Regions from separate parts of the Pan troglodytes genome. Here region 2 is linked to region 1. Evidence: chromatin contacts called from public Hi-C data. All regions are on one chromosome and are shown on one strand. The core of a region is the stretch at or near the end of the contact, and the rest is flanking DNA. Distances in the headings are between cores, read along the strand shown. Region 1 has its middle 46 kb from the start of PRPS1. Region 2 overlaps TSC22D3 (TSC22 domain family member 3).

The links. Hi-C and Micro-C count contacts between places; a contact is called where the count stands out from the background.
Region 2: a contact with region 1 is called in a Hi-C map of a lymphoblastoid cell line, with 3 times the contacts expected there. The contact joins two enhancer-like sites. A contact is called at or near these places in 2 of 7 Hi-C or Micro-C datasets (a lymphoblastoid cell line and stem cell-derived neural progenitor cells) and 1 of 1 datasets of contacts at active chromatin or transcription factors (stem cell-derived excitatory neurons).

What each region holds. Positions count from the first base shown.
Region 1 is chrX:105,155,507-105,160,307 of NHGRI_mPanTro3-v2.0_pri, forward strand. No RefSeq gene overlaps it. Among named protein-coding and RNA genes, the nearest start is that of PRPS1, 46 kb to the left of the region's middle. Within about 2 kb of position 2,620, at least 3 of the 24 cell types and tissues checked have an H3K27ac peak or open chromatin away from gene starts, as enhancers often do. A contact at or near this core is called in a lymphoblastoid cell line, where this site is marked.
Region 2 is chrX:105,192,704-105,197,504 of NHGRI_mPanTro3-v2.0_pri, forward strand. TSC22D3 (TSC22 domain family member 3) reads right to left here. Exons shown (of 4, transcript XM_009439474.3): 4 at 4,723-4,801. Among named protein-coding and RNA genes, the nearest start is that of TSC22D3, 66 kb to the right of the region's middle. Within about 2 kb of position 2,703, at least 3 of the 24 cell types and tissues checked have an H3K27ac peak or open chromatin away from gene starts, as enhancers often do. A contact at or near this core is called in a lymphoblastoid cell line, where this site is marked.

The sequences.
Region 1 (4,801 bases), core at 1,370-3,869:
GACTCATTGGTGACGGGGGCGGGGGGTAGGGTGGGGTGAAAGAAGGTGCTTTTCCAAGAGGTGCTGTTGTGTGCACAGAGACAAAGCAGAGCTGGAGCAGAAAGCTGGGAAGGCAACTTTCTTCTGAGGGGGGCCAGACCACTAGGCTGCCTCGGGAATGGGCAAACGGCCCCAACAGCCACTCCTAGGTATATACCCCAAAGAATTGAAAGCAGAGGCTCGGACAGATACTTGTACACCAATGTGTTTACAGCAGCATTCTTCACAATAGTCCAAAGGTAGAAACAACCCTTAAGTGTCTATCAATGGATGAATGGATAAACAAAATGTGGTATATCCATACAGTAGACAATTACTCAGCCTTAAAAGGAAAGAAACTCTGGCACATGGTACAACATGAAGATTATGCTAACTGAATAAGCCAGACACAAAAGGACAAATATTGCATGATTCTGCTTATATTAGGGACCTAGAATAGTCAAATTCATAAGAGACAGAACATAGAATGGTGATTACTAGGGGCTAGGGGGAGGGGAGAATGGGTATATTCTCTACCCTCACTCTGGGGGCGGGTTTGTGGGGGGGATTATTGTTTAATGGGTATGGAGTTTTGCAACATGAAAAGAGTTCTGGAGGTGGAGAGTGGTAATTGTTGCAGAATAATGTAAATGTACTTATTGTCACTGAATTATGCACTTAAAAATGATTCAAATGGCAAAAATTTTTAGGCTGGGCGCGGTGGCTCACGCCTGTTATCCCAGCACTTTGGGAGGCTGAGGGGGGCGGATCATGAGGTCAGGAGATCAAGACCATCCTGGCTAACACGGTGAAACCCCGTCTCTACTAAAAATACAAAAAAAAAAAAAAAATTAGCTGGGCGTGGTGGCGGGTGCCTGTAGTCCCAGCTAGTTGGGAGGCTGAGGCAGGAGAATGGCATGAACCTGGGAGGGGGAGCTTGCAGTGAGCTGAAGTCGTGCCACTGCACTCCAGCCTGGGCAACAGAGTGAGACTCTGTCTCAAAAAAAAAAAAAAAAAAAAAAAAAGCTAGGCATGGTGGCATGCGCCTGTAGTCCCAGCTGCTTGGGAGGCTGAGACAGGCAGGAGAATCACTTGAACCCAGGAGGTGGAGGTTGCAGTGAGCCAAGATCGTGCCACTGCACTGCAGCCTGGTGACAGAGACTCCATCTCAAAAAAAAAAAAAAAAGAGATTCAAATGGTAAAAAATTTTAAAACACCACGAAAACAAAAACAAAACAGCCCGTGCAGCAGCCTGGTCCACTGAGCTTGCAGCCCAGACATTGGTGGTGGGTTTTGAGGTCTAAAAATAGGGCCTCCTATGGCAAAAATTGGTCACCTGGACAGGAACAGCAGTGAGAGCTTATTGCCTGAAGAGGGTGCAAGAGAGCTCTGGGACGGTGAGTTTCCTCACCTACCCCATCTCCCTTTCCCCCCTCCCTCCGTGTGTGCGTGCGTGCGTGTGTGTGTGTGTGTGTGTGTGTGTGTGGTGTGCACTGCACCACCCCACCCCACTCCAGAGCAGACAGACCGCCAGCCCAGCAGAAGCAACTGGGTGTGGCCTGACTCCCAGGGAGTCCTGGGGAATCCCTGCAACTGAGCAAAGTTCGCTCCTGCCTCTTCCAGATTCTCCAGGGAGCTGTCCTCTCCTCTGAGGTCCAAGTTAGCTAGCCTATTCTCCAGTGAAAAAACTGATAGAAGGTATCCAGTTTTCAGGATTGTCCGGGGGGAAATGGAGGCAGTCCAGCAGAAAGATCATCGATTCAAGTGTAGCGGACTTGGGTTCAAATCCTGATTCTCCCACTTAGTAGAGTATGACCTTGGCCACAGTGTTTAACCTCTCTGTGCCTCAGTTTCCTTGGCTGTAAAACAGTACAGGGACCCATCTCAAAACTGTTGAGGATTAAATGAGATGTGCAAAGCACTTACAATAGTAAGTGCGAGATAAGCATCAGCTAGGATTACCTCATGAAGTGATTATTAAATGGTGAAAGGGTGGAAGCACCCAGTACCGTACAGGCCCTCAATCAGTGGTAGCTGATATAATGATGCTAATAATAACGATGAAGGTGCAGAGGCCCGAGAACCTAGCAGTCAGAGCAATGGCCAGAGGAATGTGGAGATGCCTAGTGCTGGCAGAGAAAGGAAAGCCCTGTTTCAGGGGCTCTAGGGAAGACAGTGGCAGCAAGTCCCTAGAGAGCACTGCTTGGCATCTCCTCTAGGTTGTTGCTCTGTGGCTCAGGCAGCCATTCAAAGGCATGGGAAGGGAAGGAAAGAACCAGCAGTAGACATCCAGTGACACTGTTGGCCTTCCACCCATGGGAAACCTTCAGAGGAAGGGGAAGGGGCGGGGCCACCTTGGAGTCTCCAGGGACCAGCTGTACAGTAACAGCCTTTTTTATTATTATTATTTTTTATTTTCTCAATTCCTCCCCTCTTGGTGTCAAGCTTGTTTTTGTGGCTGGAGAGGAAAGGCATGGGCGGGGCTCGGCTGCACAGCACTTGGAACCACAAACCCGCCCCCAGAGTGAGGGTACAGAATGTACCCAGACTGCAAACCACACCCTTGTGGCTTGGGGAGGCCCCTGAGGTGGGCTGCGGAACTGTCACACTACATTGTTTGAGCCCTGCACCTAGTAACCAGCCTGGGAGCCTGCAGTGCTCAGACAACGGGGTGTACTCAGGGGTCAGGACTGAGTTAAAGGACCTTCTGCCAAATGGTCCCCCAGGACTAAGGATCCCTCTGATCGGAAAAAGAGGTCCATGGACCCCTGACACCCTCCTGGGACCAGATTAAGTCTGGAGCTGGCCTAGGAGAGGTTCCAGCCAAAGGCTACAGCCTGCAGACACTCCCAGTCACATCCAGATCCTACTCCACCCCCAACCAATTTAGGGGAGCAGATTCTGCTTCCCTTTACCTGTCCTCCCCACCCCACTCCCTCTCAGGGAGGCCCCTCCTCCCAGGGAGGTTGCCCTCCCTCCCCCAGTCAGGGAGGCCTATGTAGGGTTTCCAGAGCAGTGAAGGGAGGAAACCAGATGGGACCTTTTGGGAGGGTGGAGACAGTTTTCCGAAGCCTGAAGTGACTTGAAAATGACAGAAGGTTGGGAGGGGGGCCAAACCCACAGCAGAGAGGGGAGGGACTTCCAGTTGGACGGGTTAGAGGAAGAAGGTCCTGTGAAACCCGGGTGAAATTCAGCAGGGATGAGTGCAAGGGGTTCGTTAGTGACAAAACCTAACAACATAATTTGGCTCGACACAAATAAACAAGGAAAACACCAAGTGAAGGAGGGAGTTGACCACAAGCTGAGTAAGATTCAGCGTCAAAATAGAGCACAGCTCACTTCTGTGGACCACATTTTCCAAACCAAAGATCAGGACACATATTTGACAAGGATGAATGTACTTATGGGGAAACAAGCCCGAGTGTTTGAAGCTGAGACTCTCCCCAGCAAACATGGGTCCTAAGCTTGTTGAGACCATGCTCTGTGACAGTCTAGAGTCTTCATCAGACAGCCATGTCCATCATCTGGGGAAAAGGGAAAAGGCTCAGAATAGGAAGAAAGATGAAAGATGGGGCCTCGGGGCAGAGACTGGTGAAGTAGAGGCAGTGTAGTGAGGCGGAAAGAGTTCAGGCTTTGTCACTTAGTGGCTGTGCAACATCAGGAAAGTTACTTAACCTCTCTGAGCTCCAGTTTCTGCGTCTTTAAAACTTGGGTAATAATCTCTGCCCTAAAGGTTGTTGTGAAGATTTAAGTGATTCACAAAATATATAAAGCACTAAGCACATAGTAGGTCCTCAAGAAATGCTTGGCTGTCCATTTGGAGAAGGGAGAAATAAGATGAGAAGATTTTATAAGGAGGCTACTAAGCAGTAATTTTCCCACACTCATGGAAACTGGAACAAAAAGACAGACTATGGCTGGAGTAGAAAGGATTTGGGTGGGTTTGGGAAGAACCTGGTGACTGTCAGAAGTTGCAAACTGGTGGCTAACAGACTGAATCCAGCCCTTGGGCAGGTTTTGTTTGGCCTGAACAGTGTTTTCCATAAATTTGAATTAGTTGGCAACCTTTTAAAAAGTGGAAGATTTCACATAAAAATCCACATATTGGCTTCTTTTGCAAAAAAGCAGAGAATCTAGCAACTCTGGACCCTCATGGCTGCATGGCAATGATTGTGGGAAGGGAGTAAGGGCCGTTTGTTTTAGAGGGTTTTTCATGCCAGTGCTTTGCAAACCGTAATGTGTGTAATTGCAACATCCAGACGGAGCAAATCCTTAGAGACAGAAAGTACAGCAGCGGTTGCCCATGGCTGTGGGGAGGGAAATGGGGACTGACTGCTAAAGGGTCTGGGGTTTCTTTTTGGAGTGATGAAAATGGAACCAGATAGAGGTGGTGGTTACACAGCATTCTGAATATACTAACAACTTCTTAATTGTACACATTAAAAGGGTGAATTTTATGGCATGTGAATGATACTTTAATAGGGCTGTTATTTTTAAAATGCAAATGCTGATTCAGTAGATCCCAGCTGGGGCTCAAGATTCTGCATTTCTGACAAGCTCCCAGTTGTGGTTCATGCTGCCGGGCTTGGGACCAGCTCTGAGCAGCGAGCTCTTGCACTGCTGGTTTTCAGAGTCAGCTGCACATTGGAACCACCTGGGGAGTTTAGAAAAACACTCCTGCCTAGGTCTCACCCCCTGGGATTCTGATAACATTGGTGTAAGGTGAGACCCGGGTGTCCGGATTTGTAAAAGCTCCCCAGGTGATTATAATTTGCAGCCAATT
Region 2 (4,801 bases), core at 1,453-3,952, 37 kb after region 1:
CCACAATTAAAAAAAACAAAAACAAAAACCCAAACCCAAAACTCATGTCATCCTTGACTTGTGGCTATCTTGCTGTCTTCTCCCCAGCTTACTTCGCCACCAAGTAATTCTGATTTTTCACCTAGTGGAGATTCCTCAAACTTTCCCATACTCCAGCACCAAGAGGGATTTGTTAGAGTTATCAGTTCCCCAGTCCTACTCGGCTCTTTGGTGTAGGGGTGGAGCATGGAATCCACATTTTAAACTTCCCAACAAACCTGATGTGGGTGGACTGCAGACTGCACTTGGAGAAATAAATACTGCCTCTCAGTGTCTTTTGGCTTTGTCCCTTCCTCTTCCTTCTACTACCCCTATCCCTGCCCCAGCTGGCCCTCATCACCTCACACCTGGATTACAGCAACAGCTGGCCCATCACTAGCCTTTCCCTATTCCAGCCTCTCCAGCTGCCAGGACCCATCTTCTACAAATATCTTTTGCATCACATCACTTCCCTGCTCAGAAGCCTACCATGGCTCCCTGAGACCTCTTAGATTCTATCTAAAGTCACTTGGCTGGGAGCCAGCCAAGTGAGCCTCCCACCCTCCCGCTTACCTTCTTCTCTGTTCACTGCCACCCCTCCCGTGCTCATTAGTCATTTATTTTCCTTGTGTTAGTCCCTCTGCTAGTTTGGGGTGGTCTTTCTTCTATTTCCCCCTTCCCACCATGAGCCCTGGAACACTTCTGGTTACGTTGGAGGAATTATGAAAACTGTTCAGATTCTCTATCCTGCTTCTCAGTGCATTAATCTTGCCTCCCCCCAATGTGGGCTTTGCCATTCACCAGCTGTATGACTTTGGGCAAGTTGCTTAACCTCTCTGTGCCGTAGTGTTTTCATGTTCTCATGTGTAGAATGGTGATCTCAATAGGGCATACCTCATATGTCTGTGGACAGGATTAAGAGTCAACAGATGTAAAAAGTCTTATGACGGTTTCTAGCATAAAGTAAGTGCCATGTAAGTGTTAGCTATTATTAGTAATTAGTATGATCACCTCCTCTTTCAGCCAGCTCATCTCTGGAAACCATGTCTGCTTGGAATACCTAACTGATCGAGTTCTCTGTTAAACCTTGCCTGATCTTGTGGAGGCGGTTAAGTATTAAGTGTTTGGGTTTCAACAAGCTCCTGTACATGAGATAACCTGAGGAACTGGGCTGTCTACAAAGCTGTAATTATGTCCATTAATTTCTAACCAACTAGGAGGAGAGGTGCTGAGAGTTGAAAGCAAGATTTTCCAGCATAAATAGGATTGATGATGTGGATGATGTGAGGGCAACTTTGCAATAATTTTATCATTTTTTTTTTTGAGACGGAGTTTCGCTCTTGTTGCCCAGGTTGGAGTGCAATGGCGTGATCTTGACTCACTGCAACCTCCGCCTCCTGGGTTCAAGCAATTCTCCTGCCTCAGCCTCCTGAGTAGCTGGGATTACAGGCATGCGCCACCACACTCAGCTAATTTTGTATTTTTAGTAGAGATGGGGTTTCACCATGTTGGCCAGGCTGGTCTCGAACTCCTGACCTCAGGTGATCTGCCCGCCTTGGCCTCCCAAAGTGCTGGGATTGCAGGCGTGAGCCACCGCACCCAGCCAACTTCACAATACCTTAAGGGACAGTGGATCATGCACCTTTTTTCCTATGGTCTTTCTGGAGTCCTTCTGCTGATACTCCAGGTCCCAGAGGCCCTGCCCCTGGCTTCCTTGTCTGAGCCCTCCTGGAACACCCTCCTCTGTGGCCATCCCCAGCTTGAAAGCCTCACACTTTGTGTCCCAAGCAGTCCTTGTCTGGAAATAACCCATCACCCACATTTCTGTTCTAGTCTACTTTTTCTTTAAATTGACAGACACAACTAAAATTGTATGCATTTGTGATGTTTTGAAATATATACACATTGTGGAATGGCTCAATCTAGCTAATTAATATATGCATTGTTGTTTTAGCTTTCAAATCCATGTCTTTGATTTTGTAGTGAATATAATTAATTCCTTTAAGGCCCACTGAATTCACAGTTAGTGTTTGTAATTATGTGTCCCGCCGCCCCCCCCGGCCCCGCCCACCTGAGTCTCTCTTTCTCTCTCAATGAATACCAAAAGTTCAAGTACTATAGAGTTGGGGGAGGTTTGAGAATATTTTCGACATAAAAAAAGGGCCCTTATTGTCACTAAGGTTGGGAACCACTGCCCCATGGGACATGTGGGAGCCATGGGAGTAGCACTAAGTTCTCTGGCTCTCAGTTTTCTCGTCTGTCAAATGGAGGTAAATCATAACTGCCTCTTTTTCTAAGGGCAGGAAACAGAATGTTTTGTACTCAGAAGCGGGGCCAGGGAGCAGTGCTCTTGTGATCCTTGCTGCTATGCTGGGAAGCCTCCATGAGGATGAGATGAGAGAATAGATGGGAGGGCACATACAGAGGTGGCAAAAGCAGGCAGGGGATGCTTACTGCTTCAAGCCTCATTATTATTTTCCTCGTTCTGGGTCCAGCTGGACCAGCTGAGCCCAGAAGCCTAAAACCCATGGAAGTCTTTCCAGGAGCAACGTGTTCTTTTGCCTTTCTCCACCCTTAGTTGCTTTTCTGTGGAGAAACAACAACAGAAAGCTGCTCCTGTATGTGACTAAGAAACATCTACAAACTTCCTCTTATCTAGCCTAGTAACTGCTGTGGCCTCAGAAGTTGCAGTGTTTGTCTCTGTTTAGTCAGCGTTGCCTAGGAAACAAAGTTGTTCTCTCTTTACCACTATGTGACTGTGGGGCCAGTTTTTTCCCCTTTCTTGTAGGGAAAGGCTTGATGACCAGAGAGGTTTGGGGCGTTGTTGGGCTATTTTCTAGGTTTCCTTTTTTCATCTGCTTTTTCTCATTCAGCTGCAAGTCTGGCATGGGAAGTCTACAGAAGATGAACCAAATAGCCACAAAATCTCTGAGCTAATTTTGAAAGGTGGGGGATTTGGGAGTAAGTGGGGATTGGGAGAGCTGGTCAGGGTGAGGAATGGCTGCCAGGGGGCTTTGAATGCACTCGTTTGAAGTTTGTATCTGTACGAGCAGCTGTGGAATCTGCATGCCATGAACCAGTTGGCAGGTATAGACAATGAACCTGGCATTATGAATAGCAAGGTTGGGAGCAGGTGGGGAAATTGGGATTTGAGAGGCCAGCAAGCAGGAGTTTGCAATGTTCTGAAGGGTTTTGGTGATTAGAAAAGAACAGGTCAGCTGGGTGCAGTGGCTCATGCCTATAATCCCTGCACTCTGGAGGGCCAAGGCAGGCAGGTTGCTTGAGTCCAGGAGCTCGAGACCAGCCTGGGCAACATGGCGAAACCTCCATCTCTACTAAAAATACAAAAAAATATATATATTCAGGAGTGGTGGTGCACACCTGTAGCCCCAGCTACTCAGGAGGCTGAGGTGAGGATCATCTGAGCCCAGGGAGTTGAGACTGCAGTGAGCTTTGATGGCCCCACTGCATTCCAGCCTGGGCAACAAGAGTGAGACCCTGTCTCAAAAAAAAAAAAAAAAAAAAAAACCCAAAATGTCAACATGTATGACCTTTACAGAGGAAGAAGCATGTCATTTTGATTACATTTAGGCAGTGGTTGATGTAAGGGGCGGGGGGCAAGATATCTTGGTCACCTTGAGGTTTGTGGCTCAGGAAAATCAAGGAGTTCTGTTTCCCCAATTTCAAGTGGGAAAAGGATAGGTATATATGCTACCAGAAGCTGAGATGGAATGGAGTCACTTGAAGAGAGGTGATAGTTTCCCTTGGGAACACAGTGGGCTTAGAACACAGCTCAGGGTCCAGAGGAAGTTCAGGTTAGGGCGTGGTAAAGGAGACACTAAGCACTCATCAACAACCAATCAGAGAAATGCTAGGTCTCTGGATGCTGGGGACATGGATCTGGGAAAGGGTGATGGGTGATAATGAACCCCAAAGAGAGGTGGAGGAAGGAATCTGGAGCCAGGAGCCTTAGACTTGGCCCTACCCACGTGGTTGGTGGGTTTGGTGAGAGAACTTTCAGCAGTGTCCCTAAGAACTTTCAGCAGGGACTGAGGATATCTTTCCTTGGCTGGAAGTAGGGGGAAGAGCAAAGGAAAGGGGGGTGGTTTTGCTACCTCATACATTCTCCCTCCTTCTCTTACTAGAGCCTTCTTAGCTCCTTTGCCAAGTCAAGTGTCACATGTGGATTGGTATTAAGGAGAATGCATTAAGTGACCCCAGTGATGTTTTCAGAAGACAGAAGAGGCCCACGCCTGTTGATTTGGTTCCGCTCTTCTCGCTCCCTCCTATGTATACCCTGCCTGTTTCTTTTGGGCCTTCCTCGGGGTATCTTTCCTCCCAAATCACCCCCTCAAGCTACGGTTGTGTGTTATGAGTCGCCTTGCCACTCACTCCGAAGCTCTCATATGAAAGCGGAGCAGGAGAGGGAGGAAGGATCTGGGCTTGAGTCCTAATTCCCGTAATAGCCATGTGACTTTGGGCAAGTCACTTAAACTCACTGAGTCTCAGTTTCTTTATCCAGACAGTGAGGGCAAACAGCATGTCCTTCATATGAGTATTGTGCAGATGACACAAGATCACGGCTGCAGCATAGGCCTGGCACTGACAGGGTGCTCAAAGGATATTCAGGGGGTCAGCAAAACAGCCCCTACTGGGTGAGGGGCCTCTCCCACCCAGTCCATTTATACTCAGTCAGACACCAAGTTTATTTTTAGAAAAACAGAGCAAAGTTTATTGAAATTTCAAGCTACATTTGGAAAATCAAAATCCAAATCCTGGAACC